Regions from separate parts of the Pan troglodytes genome. Here regions 2 and 3 are each linked to region 1. The links are chromatin contacts, called in public Hi-C maps. All regions are on one chromosome and are shown on one strand. Each heading gives the region's core, a stretch centred on a gene start, on an enhancer-like site or on the middle of the called end of the contact. The rest is flanking DNA. Distances are from core to core; before and after follow the strand shown. Region 1 holds the start of LOC134810271. Region 2 overlaps LOC134810274 (a long non-coding RNA gene). Region 3 overlaps LOC107975075 (a long non-coding RNA gene).

Region 1 (4,403 bases), core at 579-3,078:
TTGTCAACGAAAACAAAACCAGTCAGAGCCTTTTCAGGAAACTGATGTTAACTGTCCACTAGAGGCTGTAATGAGACCAACAATGTCACTTTAGACCAACCCGAGGTTTAAACCGTAACAATAATCGATTTTTAAATGGAAAAAAAAAAGTTGTAGAAATCAGTAAGAGTGAACACTAGTAGTTATACTTAAATAGCCACATATATGTGCATGGTATTTCAAAAATGTGAGAAAAAAATATCTCCGGGGCTCTGCACCTTCCTCGCTCGTATGTTTATTTTTATTTATGAAGCACGTAGGCTCTTGCAGGCCAGAGTTGTGTAAAAACTGACACTTTTTTTTGGTCATCCTGTGCCCTGCCTCAGTTGGTGACTAACCGTTAGGTCATAAGTAAACTCAGCCAAAAGATCTCTCAAATACAGCTTACGGTCAAGATTGGTGGCTTTCAGAAAGAAACTTACGCGAAGGGATCATGTTTCCAGACACTTAGTTCTACGCACCTGAAGAAGGTCAAATGTCGCCCGACACCTACCGGCCTTCCAGAATCATCTGCAACAAGAACGCCGCACTGAGCGCCCTTAGTCTGGAGGCGCCTCCTAGTCCTCCAGGTGCCACACCTGTTGGCAAGGTGCACCCATCCGAAGAAGATTCCTTCGCGTGGAGGTCACACCTGGCGGCGAGACAGGCGGAGGGGCGGGGTGGTGGGAGTCGGAGACCGCACTGAAACCCTGAGTCCAGATTTAAGTTCCTCGTCGATTCTCGAGAACTGCCATTTGATGCTCCGGTTGCTTTCTCTGTCTCCTACACTGGTTACCTCATTTCCGATTAAATTAATGATCCGAAATTAGCTGCGAGAGGAGTGCGCGGGTCTCCTTTCCAGGCTAGAGCGGAGTAGTTCCATATCAAAGCCGATTTCCGGACCTGCGTGCGAAGAGAGAAAGAGGGCAGGGTCGGGCGGTCGCCAGCGTTCGCCGGCAGGAAAGGTGAGGGTACCTGTGCAGTCGGGGGACCCCTTGAAACTTTCCGGAGTTGCACGCAGAGGCAATCCCCGCGGCCCCCAGGCCTGGGTTCCGGAACGCCGAAGCGACGCCGGTTTGCGGCTTAACGTGCAGCTGCTGATCAGAGTGAGCCCTCTCAGATGCTGCTCCGAGCGCCTGGGACCAAGGACACGTCGGGATTAGAATTGGCCGACCTCCCCTCCCCACTGGGGTGTTGCATCGGCTCCCAGCTGAAGCCTGACAGCCCTTGGGGGAGTCCCCCAGGTTGCCTGAGTAGCGCCCCGTTGTCGTTCAGTCCCCTCCAACTAGGTGCAGGGACCCAGGGAGGCGCGCGAGGACCGACCCGTCACCGCTCAAATTACCTCATCGCCCAGCTCCCCGCCCCCTTCCCAAACCTGGAAGGAACCTTGCCCTCCGATCCTCGTCTCCCCTCCCCCGCACCCCATCCCGAGCCACTCTTTGAGAAAGATGCCCGCCTCCCCGGGCGGCGCGCAGCGAAGGGTTAAGGGCGCGGGCCGGCCGCCGCGCGGTGCGCTCGCCGTGCTCTGTGCGGCTCGCCGGGCCGCCCGCCAGAGGGTGCCCCCCACCCCCATGAAGTCGGATCCTTGAGCTGCGGCGGCGGCAGCCAACTGCTCCATATTTGGCTTCTATTACACATTTACATACTGGAGCGAGCGAGCGAGCGAGCGCGAGAGAGCGCGAGGGAGGGAGGGCGGGCGGGCGGAGGGAGGAGGGAGGGGAGGGGAGCGGGAGGAGGGGGAGGAGGAGGAGGAGGAGGAGGAGAGAGCAGAGTATACCGCAGACATCATTTCTACTACAGTGGCGGAGCCGTACAGGACCTGTTTCACTGCAGGGGGATCCAAAACAAGCCCCGTGGAGCAGCAGCCAGAGCAACAGCAGCCGCAAGACATTGTTTCTCTCCCTCTGCCCCCCCTTCCCCACGCAACCCCAGATCCATTTACACTTTACAGTAAGTGACTATTTTTTTTTCCTCCTCCGATTCTTTCCCCCCTCCCCCATTCCCTTCTCCCCTTATTTAGATTAAAATCCCTCCTCCCCCGATCTCCCGAGAGGGGCAAAAGCAACAACCAGCAAACAAACCCAAAACCCCAATCGGCTGCACGGAAAACAGCTGGAAGAGGAGCGAAGGAAATCGACGCGTCGTGTTCTGTGTGCGTGTGTGTGTGTGTGTGTGTATGTGTGTACATACAACCGTCCCCGGCTCCAGGCTCCCGGGCCGACACCCCCACTCTGGGCGCAGGGGCGGCCGGCGGGGGGGCTGTCAGGGGCTGGGTGGGCGCCCGCCGGGCTAGGGGGCGCGCCCGGGCGGGGGGCGCGGGCGGGGAGAGCGGCGGCGGCGCCCCGCTCCCCCGGCTGCTGGTCCGGTCGCGAGTGCGGAGAGCCATGTCCTCCTCCCTCCGGGTGGCGCAGGGGGGAGGCGGCGGCGGCCGAGGTTGGGGGGGTGGTCCCTTTCCCGGCCGCCCTCTTCCCATTCCTCCTCCCCGGAGAGGGCGGTGAGAGAGAGGGGGTCTCACGGAGGGCTGGACTTCTCCGCGGGTGGTCGCCCGGCCTCGGCGCCCTGGGGCGGGGGTCTCCCCTCGGAGGGCCGGCCTCGCCGGGTGTGCGGCTGCGGGCGGGGAAGGGACTGCTCCTGCAGCCGGGACGGGACTTTGCGCGCGGCCGGGTGCCGGGCGGGGGGCGCAGAGGGGTGGCCTCGGGGACCGCGCGGGGGTAGCGGGTGTGCGGGTGCCTGGAGCGCGGCTGGAGTGGCGGTGACGGCCCTGGCCGCCGCCGCCACCGCCGCCCTGTTAGTGCGGCCGCTTCCTGATCATGTGCAGCGGCAGCCGCCGCCCGGAGCCGGGAGCCCGCGAGCGCCCCAGTCCGGGCCGGCGCCCCCGCCAGCACCCGCGGCAGGAGACGAGGAGCCGCGGCAGGCGCTGCCCTGAGCCGGGAGTGAACGGCTGCGCGGCTGCTGGGAGGGTGAATGAAGCCAGGAGGAGGGGAAGGAGGAGGAGGAGGCGGCGGCCGCGGAGGAGGCGCTGCGGGGATTGGGATGCGCCCTGGAGCCCCACTGCTCGTTCACTCTGGGCCGGGCCGGAGACTCTGCCACTCCCGGGGGCGCCGCCGCCGCCTCCTACGTGGTTCCAGTGCTGCGCGCAGGCCGGTCCCGCAGGGGGCAGGGAAGGGGGCCGGACGGGCGGAGCGAGAGGTGAGGCGGTGTCGGAGCGCGGCGTGAGTGTGAGTGTGTGTGTGTGTGAGTGAGTGTGTGTGTGTGTATTTGTGTGTGCGCGCGCGCGCCGGGCGGGGGGCGAGGGCCGTCGCGACGCGGAGGGAGCCCTTCCTTGGCTACTTGGCTGACTCTGCAGCGCCCCGACCCCTCTTCAGCCCCCCGCCTTCAGGCTGCCTTCTTAAACTCCGTGGCTTGTGCTTTCATTTTGTTTCAGACCACGTAGGGGGCTGACTGAAAGGGATGAAACAATTCAGGTTTTCTAGGGAGATTGAGCAAGAACCTTAGTGGGGGGTGGAAGTAGGGTGGTGATCGAGACTCTGCCAGAAAACAAAACAAAACAAAACAAAAAAAAATCAGTTTCTAAGGACGGCGGGGGTTCGGTTCGAGCCCGTGGCTGCTCTGTTTTGTTTTGCTTTCTTGGTATATAATCCTACAGATAAAAGGGTAATATAAATATTTGAGAAGAGGGAAATTGCTGAAGAGTAGTAAGGGCAAAAAAAAAAAAAAAAAAAAAAAGCCAGTCGGAAGAAGCTGGTTATATAATGCGCGATGTGGCTAACAAGAAAGGCAAGCTATTTTTATTTTGTTTACCGTATGCTGTGCAGTAGGGACTCCTCCAAACTGGTTCTGTCCCCGAAGAGATTCTTAGCTTCCCTGTGAGATCCACAGGATACAATTAGCAAAATTAGAAGACCCTGTTACACCCACAGAATAAAAACTAATGCCTTACAGTGGCTTTCTCCCTGCACATCCTGTCGTGCATGCACGGGAATGTGTGTATGCAAATAAAGTTCTCCTTTGGCAATCTAGTAGTCACATCTCAATGACATTTGTGTTTTATAATGCAGGCTGTTTTTAATATTTAAACATCATTGTTATATATTGCACACAGCAGTGGGTAGTTACTTGGTTATTTTTAGGCACAGCTAGTTACTTTTTCAACAGTGTTAGCTGAGACATTTCTGTTTGGGTTTTTTAGGAGGCTGCAGTTCCTAGAAGCCCCCCTTAAGCCCACCCTTCGGTTTATTTGATGGGTAAAGGTAGTTTGATACTTGAGCTTTTTTTGGAATGAAGCTTATGCCTGAGGAAACCACCAGAGAGAAGAGAAAATCCTGCACAGGAACTCTTGGAAAGGGATTGCACCATAACGGCTAGCGCTGTGGCATTTAATCTCC
Region 2 (4,403 bases), core at 513-3,012, 240 kb after region 1:
TTGCAGCTAGAAGTCATGGTACACCTGCAGGTGTGTGCGGTCCAGCTGCAGACTCACACACCCGACTCGCGGTTGTCTGCACCTGCAGAAGAATGGCTAACGGGGTTCCTATATTGAAGTACAAATCTGACCTTCATAGAGACTTTTGAGAAACATTTATTCTTTTATTTTATTTGTTTATTTATTTACTTTGAGACGGATCTCCCTCTGTCGCCCAGGCTGGAGTGCAGTGGCACGATCTCGGCTCACTGCAAGCTCCGCCTCCCAGGTTCACGCCATTCTCCTGCCTCAGCCTCCCGAGTAGCTGGGACTACAGGTGCCTGCCACCATGCCTGGCTAATTTTTTGTATTTTTAGTAGAGATGGGTTTCACTGTGTTATCAAGGATGGTCTCCATCTCCTGATCTCGTGATCCGCCTCGGCCTCCCAAAGTGCTGGGATTACAGGCGTGAGCCACCGCGCCCGGCCCCATTTATTTGTTTTTTTAAAGTTATGTTGGTTTTTACATAAGAGAGCAGTTGTGCAATAAGATGGAGAGAAGTTAAGAATATGATTCTCAGTTAGAATCCCAGAAGGTAAACTTGACTGTGTGTGTGGTTTGTTTGTTTGTTTGTTTGTTTTTAGACATCCTAGGTTAAATCTGGCTTCGAATTGTGTTCATTTAGGTTGGTGAACTAAGTGCACTTATTTCCAAAACATTTCATCTCACCTAGGGAGTGGTCAAAGGGTAGTATTAAGAGCTTGTGTTTATTATTTTATCCAACTTGTCAACTTAATCACTTTGTCTTCTTCCCTAACTAGAGTCATTATTGCGGAACTTGATCATCTCCTTATGTACATACAGACATAATTGGTGTCTACCAACATACTGAATGGAATGTAGAACATAGATTGCTGATTTGTGAGGGATCATCTGCTGAGTTACCCTAATATTGATTGCTCCTGTCCACAGAGCTGGGTCTACACGAGTTAGCATTCATTAGAACTGTGAAGGTTTCCATTTTCCTGTCTTATCTGAGAAAAGCCCAAAAGGTTTATTCTCAGAGCACACCACAGTACAATGTGGGTCACTGACACCTGTTGCTCTCTGGGGACTGTAAAGTTCTCTTTAGAGTCAAGAGATTAATTAGACTAAAAGAAGGGGGCAATTAAGGCCCTTGAGAAAGCGAATAAATGTCCATTTCCATGCTTACATCATAGGATTCTTTGGGTAAAGAATAAACTGGTAGAGAAGGGTCTGAGGCAAGAAATGGTGAAGGAATGAAAGAAGGACTGCCTGAACCCATGTAGACCACTTGTGGCTACTTTGGTTTCCTTCTGGGGTCATGAGCACTTTGATGTTGACATTCAAGAGGGCATCAAATTATTATCCAAAATATTAGAAGCCGTTTGCTTTTATTTACCAAATGAGAAGAAACTAAACACAGATAGAAGCCACGAGTATTTTTCTTCCTAAAAAGAAGCTCAGAAGCTGGCCCCCACATGCGTATATACCTTGTAAAACGTGAGTCCCTGGGCTCAGTTTCATAGTATGCAATGGGGTTGGGTCTTGGGAACAATGCTGCTGTTGTTTCTAAGCTCAAACAGCACTCACCATCAATGGTATCTCTTTAAGGGAAATCCAGGGAAATGCTCTTGCCAGCGCTGTGATTTTATTTGCTAGAGGCCAGGTGGCAATGACATGCATTGGTTCCATAGCTACGTGACTGTGCTGCCAGAAAACATATAATGACTGTGACAGCCAGTGTATCCTGGGCAGGATGAGGGCAGCCCTGATACCCTCTTTTATTTCCCACCTTATCCTCTCTTGCCTTTCCCCTCCTGGGGCCTGTGATATGCGGAGAATGTGGTTTTCGTAATGGTTACTATCTGCTCTTGCTATTAACACTTGCCTCCTGTCTCGGTCCATCTTGGAACTTGATGAGAGACAAGGCAATGCCTGTAGGAGTGTTCTGCAGGCCTCTGAATGGGTCAGCAGGGTTGGCAGCACCTGCCTGTCTTAGCAATTGAAAGGAGGTGGAGAGTCTGTGCTTTTCATCCTCCCTGTGTGTGGCACAGTGGCTCTGTCAGAATGACCTGGTGGGGAGGGTACTTCCTGGGCATCGTGGTCAGCTGCTCCTGGCTGAAATGTGTGGGTAGTGACATGGAGCAATGTGAAATCCAGGGAAACAGAGTGCTCATTTAATATGCTGCAGATTGAGGAGACACCTACCAGTGGAGCCTGCAATGCCAGGCCCAGTAGGACTGCACAAAGAAATGCAATACCCATTTCTCATCTTCTGGGAGCTCTTACCAGAGAGGCAGTTTCTAATTGCAGTTTCTCTACTGATGTGTGGTTGGGGCTTTCACATTTCTCTAATGTTTCCTCATCTATATAATCCTTGATGAAAGAATTGTAAGAACTCCTAGTTTCAACAGATACTTTTTTTCCCCTCTGAACTCCTGAAGCATTTTTAAAAATCTTTACCATCCATTTGACATTGCTCTTGTATTTCCTTTTTTCATATATATTGCTTTGGGGGCCTGAGTGTTTTCTAGGTCGAGGCTAAGCCCTTCAAGGATACGAACCATGTATCTTCTTCTTCCTCTTAAAAAAATTTCTCTAATGCTCACAACTGAGTTCTGCAGATAGTAACCATGACATTAATATTTGTTCATGACAACGTTATATTCTCACTCCATCTCCCAAGGAAATTGTGAGGCAAGTGTGTAAATATATTGAAAATGTTGTTCAGTTCTTCAAAGAAAAGATAAACTCAAGAAATTATTTTCCTAATGTGGTTTTTTTAATGCAGATATAAAGTCACAAGGTAAGAATATCTCAAGGCTTCACATTTCCTCATCTTCCTCTTTCTGGCTACTGACCATAGCATATACCCCTGGGTTTTATACTGGCACCAAAATAATCCTTTTTCCCACCTCACTCCCAATATTCACTGTATTGAATTTGTCTTTGGGACCAGACTTCTCAGTCTAGTGTTTTGGACTATTAAGTAAGAGATTTGAGGGATTTTTCCATTAAGATGACAGATAGATTAGGTTTGATAGATTAGGATAGTGATTCCTAATTTGGTTTTGAGGTCTGTTTAGGGGAGGGAAGGTTTTTATCTTATGGAAACTTTTATCTTACAAGAGTTCTCTTCCCGTCCCAAGTTCTGAGCCCACTGAGAAATAAGACAAGAGTATTGAGGCAGACGGGGGCCAGAATGCAACTATGTGACTGAGGGCAATGAGCTAACTTGCCACCTGCCTGTTCCCCAGTCTAGCCTGGTCGCAGGCCACCTGCAGGAAAGTTTTGAGTCTACAGGCACCTGTCTGTGTGAAGAGGGAAGGAGAAAGAGGCCCAAATCCCTGCTAACCCTGCTCAAAATTATATAGATTCACCCTATCCAAGGAGGGGGCATAGGCCACGTTGGCTTTAGCCCCAGCCGGGTTACTCATTCCACACCCTTGGGGAAGAAAAGGTTGGAGCAAGAGGTCAGAGGGCATAAGGGAAATCCTCCCCCATAGAAAGCTGGGGTGGGGCGTGGCGTTTCCTTCCTGCTCTGGCCATATTTCTGTTCCGTGCACCCCATCAGGCCTACCCGCCCCCAGCTCACTCAAGCCTTCTTACCTGTTGTGTTTTCTTCGTGGCGCTTGGGCTTCTGCATCCGACTGCTGGTTTATTGTTAGTCTCCTCTATTAGAATGTTAGCTCAGTGAAAGCAAAAGCCTTGTCGGTCTCATGGACTGCATGTATCTCAGTATTTAAAACCGTGCCAAGCACATAGGAGGCATTTGATCAATATTTGTTGAATGAATAAACACATAGATGTTGTTTGATGCCTCTGCTCACACTCTTTAATTACCTGGACATCCCTGGTGCCCTGTCTTGTCTGGCAAGCCTGCAGGAGCTAGTTAAGCAATTGTGGTCTCTTCTTGCTCTGTATGTAGCTCATCAGTTGGCAGTAGTTGGCATGTGTGCATGTGTGTGCTCTCATGTAGGTGAGTGTGCATGTGTGTATCTTTGTGTGCATGTGTGTGCACCTACATACCTGTATCCTTTTGGGCATATGTATTTGTATGTACTTGTGTTCTCTTTCTCTCTGGCTCTGTAATACTTCACTTATTTGTTTACATATCTTTTACCCTTACTAGGTTGCAAATGCTTGAAGAACTGGGGAACCTGTTAATCATTCTTGTTCCTCTAATATCTGCCATGTAGTAGGTGCTCAGTATATGATAATATTAGCATTCTAAGCACTTACAACATGCCCAGTACTGCTTTATCTTAAAATTTAAAATAACTTTTATGTATCTTGCATATATTAACTTGTGTAATTCTCACAACAACCTTACAAGATACATTTTAAACTCGTTTTGTGGGAAAGGAAACTGGGGACATGAAGAGGTCAAGTGGCTGGCC
Region 3 (4,403 bases), core at 669-3,168, 210 kb before region 1:
GTCTCCCAGGCTGGAGGGCAGTGGTGTGACCTCGGCTCACTGCAACCTCCGCCTCCTGGGTTTCAGGGATTCTCCTGCCTCAGCCTCTTGAGTAGCTGGGATTACAGGTGCCCACCACCACGCATAGCTAATTTTTGTATTTTTAGTAGAGACAGGGTTTCACCATGTTGGCCAGGCTGGTCTCGAATTCCTGACCTCAGGCGATCCACCAGCCTTAGCCTCCCAAAGTGCTGGGATTACAGGTGTGACCCACTGCGCCTAGCCTATATATTTCTTATTATATCACAATATGACAGCTGTATCATCCTATTCCTTTATAGCTTTTGTCATAAGTGTTGCTCTTAGAAAGTCTTTTCTTATACCAACACAATATAAATATTTACCTATATTTTCTTCTGTAGTCGAATTGTAAGGTCCACAGGTGCAGTTGGTGCAGTTAATTATATTCCTCATTTCCTGAGACATTATCGGTAGTTAATCTTCCTAGGTCCCTCTTTACTTTTTAAAATCCCTTTTATCCATGTTTCCTATTCCAGTTCCCCCATACAACCAGTCCAATGTGTTAAATATGTATCTTTTTTGTATGCATTTGTTTTTGCTAAATATGTATTGTATAATGCTCACACATTTTAAGTGGCATAAGTGATACTGCGTTGTATATCTTATTCTGTGTCTTACATGTTTTGCTCAGGACTACATTTTTAGGGTCCCTCCTTGATGTTAGTGTGCCTCAGGTCCATTGCTACTAACTTCTGCTTGGCCTTCGGTAGTATGCATGCCCCACATTTCACCCAATAGCCCTCCCAGGAATGGACGCGCTGCTCACCTCCATCTTCCACCACTGTAAACAACAAACACTGCATTTGCTTAGGGACCTGTGTGAGAGGAAACTCACTGCACCAACATGAAGGACTTCGACCAAGATGAACATAGACAAAGTTAGTGGATGACAAAGAGTAAAATGATCTTTGCAGACCCTAAACTAACAAGAGACCGATATCTAGAACATACAAGGAACTTTCTTACATCAACCGGAAAAATACAGAAACTCTAATAGAAATTTGGCAAAAAAATATAAACTGGCATTTTACAAAAATGCAGGGCTGGGCGAAGTGGCTCATGCCTGTAATCCCAATACTTTCGGAGGCCGAGGAGGGCAGATCATTTGAGCCCAAGAGTTCGAGACCAGCCTGGGAAACATGGTGAAACTCTGTCTCTACAAGAAATACAAAAATTAGCCCAGTGTGATGGCTCGCACCTGTAGTTTCAGCTACTTGGGAGGCTGAGGTGGGAGGATGGCTTGAGCCCAGGAGGCAGAGTTTGCAGTCAACCGAGATTATGCCACTGCACTCCAGCCTGAGTGACAGCGTGAGACTCTATCTCAAAATAAAATAAAATAAAATAAAATAAAATAAAATGAAATAGAAACTTCCCAAAATTAACAAGTGTATAAAGAGATGTTCAAATTCACTTGTAATCAGAGAAATGCATTTTAAAACACTAATGAGCTTATTAGAATGCAGAAACCAGAAACTAGACAATCTCAGATGTTGGTGTGGATTTGGGGGCACAGACCCCTTCTTGCACTTGAAATGGAAGGGTGGCAGACATTCGGGAGAGCAATCTGGCAGTGCTTGGTGAAATTAAGTGCCTACAATGCTCCTGTCCCAGAAACTCCACTTTTTTACCAACACTTTCATAGTTTGGGTTTTTGTTTATTTTTAACACACAAATATTTCATCCATCTGGGATTTATTTTGTTGTAAAGTGTAAGTATTTAGCAATATTTATTTTCTCCAAATGTTTGGCCAGTTGACCTAACACTTTTGAATAACACCTCCTTTCCCCCACTGTCCTGTCACTCCTAACTTCTCATAGATTCCTGGGTCTGTGTCCAAGTGTTAGATGTCTAAGTATTGTATCTCGGGGCTGCTAAGCAGTGAGCACTTGGAGAATGTTTAATCCTTCCTGTGTTTTACGCTTTGATGTCAAGAGCCACGAACTAACTACAGATCCAGAGAAAAAACTGTCACAGAAACCAAGGGCTGTTTTCCTTGGTACTTACACATTCTTGCTGGGTAGAACTTTGGTTTTAGGCTGTTATTCTTAAACGAGCCCCTTCTCACACTCCTTCCCTCCTTCCTGGTTGCCCAGCCTTCTGATAGCATCTTCTTTGACTCAAGAAGTCAGATGTTTTTCTCTCTTCTCTCTCTGTTTTTTTCTCCCTTTGTCTCTCTCCTCCTCCCTCTTTCTCTCTTCCTGCTCCTCCTACTCTCTCTCTTCCCTCTATTCCATCTACCTTCCCCTCTCTTCCATCTACCCTTCCTTCCTTCCTTCCTCTCCCTCCTTCCTTCCCTCCCTTTCTTTCTCCTTCCTTCTTTTTCTTTCTTTCTTTTTTTTCTTTCTTTCCTTCCTTCCTTCCCCTCTTTCTTTCCTTTCTTTCTTTCTTTTTCTTTTCTTTCTTTCTCTCTCCCTCCCTTTCTTTTCTTTCTTTTCTTTCTCTCTCTCTCCCTCCCTCTCTTTTCTTTCTTTCTTTTTCTTTCTCTCTCTCCCTCCCCCCTCTCTTTTCTTTCTTTCTTCTTCTTCTTCTTTCTTTCTCTGTTTCTTTTCTTCTTTCTTTCTTTCTTCTCCCCCTTTCTCCCTCCCTCTTCCCTTTATCTCTCTCACTGAGTGCCACACTAATCCTGTTTCAAAAAGAAAGTTTAAAGTCCTGAACAAAGTTTGGAAATCAGAAAACCCCTCTGGAGATTAGTAATTTGGAGATTTCACTCAGCCCAAATTAAAAAAAAAAAAATCCTTCAGAATTGAAGTACCTCTTTGTTTCATCATAGCAGGCCTGGTGGCACTCAGGCGGGTCTTGCCTCCCTGTACAGGCTCATTCTAACTACCAGCCACAAGGCGTCTGACCACAGAGGGTTAAAAGCCTAAGAAGCAGCAAGGATGCTTGAAAACCACCTTCACATTAGGGAGAGAAAGTCACATCCAAGGCTGCAGAAAAGTGTGTCTGCTTGAAGAATGTCAGTCACTTTTGTTTTAAGAGACACAGACAGCACTTAAAGGCTGTCAATCATTTCTTATGAGAGGAGACAAGAAACTTTTAACATATGAATTGCCAATATTTTCTACAGTAAATTAGAAATATATATATATATATATATATATATATTTTAGTACATGTGAAAAATTATTATCTGCCAGCTTGGGCCATGTCTTTTCCATGAGACTATTTGGAGTAGCATTTACTACCTGTCAGATTTTTTTTTTAAGTTTAAATAGATGTATTAAAACATAAAGAAAAGGATCTGGTCTGACCCCCCTTGACTGTAATGCTCTGTAGTCAATTTGGAAACTGACAATTTGCTAAAGTAAGAAGCTATCCTGCTGGACAAAGTTGACGTCCAAATAGTGCTGTCTGCTACAGCAGCCACCAGATACATGGGGCCATTTAAATTTAATTAAAATTCAATAAAACGTTCGTTGCAGTCACACCAGCTTCATTTCAAGTGCTCAATAGCCCCATGTGGTTAAGTGGCTACTGTACTGAACAGCACAGATAGAACATATTTCCGTGATCACAAAAAGTTCTCTTGGACAATGATGTTTTGACTCTCGCTACTCAAAGTATGCCTTGAACCAGCAACATCAGCATTGCCTGAGAGCAGCACTGGCTTCCTGGCACATGACCTGAGCAGAGGTGTAGGGCTTTGAGCTCAGGAACTGTTTGAGACTGTTGCCCAGCCTGGTCTTGAACTCTGGGGCTCAAGCGATCTGCCTGTCTTGGCCTCCTAAAGTGCTGGGATTACAGGTGTGAGCTACTTTGCCCAGCTCTGTGTTTTCATAAAATTATAGTTTATATTTTTTGTCCAATTTCTATTGGCGTTTCTGTATTTTTCCTGTTGATTTGAGAAACCACTAAACCACTAACCACTTGCTTTAGTGCTTTGTCATCGCCATCTTGGAATTGTTAATGATTTTTGAACAAGGAGTCCTGTATTTTGCACTGGGCTCCACAAATTATGTAGCCAGTCCTACTTGAGAGCTTGCTCCAAAAGCAGAGGCTCAGGCCTCACCACCCACCTACTGAATCAGAATCTACATGTAACAAGGCCACCAGCTGAATCTTCGGGACATTAAACTTTGAAAACACGATCCAGAAGTGTAGTCTTCAAACATTTTAAGTATATGTAACTTTTTCTTCAAATTGATTACGTTTCTTTTAAAATTAAATTTGCACAGAGCCAAATATATAGAATAGATTACAATAATTATGCCTTTTAGTCAATTTATATAGTCATGGTTTGGCTATGAATAATAACTGGTTGTTTTTGGATTTGGGGGTTTGTGTGGAAGAGCTTGAATGCCACTAATCTAGATGGCACTGGCTGGAGACAGTTTATGATGTT

What was found. A called contact is a pair of places that touch in the nucleus more often than the background predicts.
Region 2: a contact with region 1 is called in a Hi-C map of stem cell-derived neural progenitor cells, with 4 times the contacts expected there. The contact joins the enhancer-like site here to the promoter of LOC134810271 in region 1. A contact is called at or near these places in 4 of 7 Hi-C or Micro-C datasets (blood, a lymphoblastoid cell line and stem cell-derived neural progenitor cells) and 1 of 1 datasets of contacts at active chromatin or transcription factors (stem cell-derived excitatory neurons).
Region 3: a Hi-C map of stem cell-derived neural progenitor cells shows a contact between it and region 1, with 7 times the contacts expected there. The contact joins the enhancer-like site here to the promoter of LOC134810271 in region 1. A contact is called at or near these places in 4 of 7 Hi-C or Micro-C datasets (blood, induced pluripotent stem cells and stem cell-derived neural progenitor cells), 1 of 1 datasets of contacts at active chromatin or transcription factors (stem cell-derived excitatory neurons) and 1 of 1 other capture datasets (stem cell-derived neural stem cells).

What each region holds. Positions count from the first base shown.
Region 1 is chr5:22,717,329-22,721,731 of NHGRI_mPanTro3-v2.0_pri, reverse strand. LOC134810271 reads left to right here and starts at 1,828. Exons shown (of 3, transcript XR_010157909.1): 1 at 1,828-1,968. It overlaps LOC134810272 (a long non-coding RNA gene), which reads right to left and starts at 1,576. Exons shown (of 5, transcript XR_010157911.1): 1 at 994-1,576; 2 at 501-921.
Region 2 is chr5:22,476,015-22,480,417 of NHGRI_mPanTro3-v2.0_pri, reverse strand. The region is part of intron 3 of LOC134810274 (a long non-coding RNA gene); the gene reads left to right. Among named protein-coding and RNA genes, the nearest start is that of ATXN1, 190 kb to the right of the region's middle. Within about 2 kb of position 1,762, at least 4 of the 24 cell types and tissues checked have an H3K27ac peak or open chromatin away from gene starts, as enhancers often do. A contact at or near this core is called in stem cell-derived neural progenitor cells, where this site is marked.
Region 3 is chr5:22,924,311-22,928,713 of NHGRI_mPanTro3-v2.0_pri, reverse strand. The region is part of intron 3 of LOC107975075 (a long non-coding RNA gene); the gene reads left to right. Among named protein-coding and RNA genes, the nearest start is that of STMND1, 47 kb to the left of the region's middle. Within about 2 kb of position 1,918, at least 1 of the 24 cell types and tissues checked has an H3K27ac peak or open chromatin away from gene starts, as enhancers often do. A contact at or near this core is called in stem cell-derived neural progenitor cells, where this site is marked.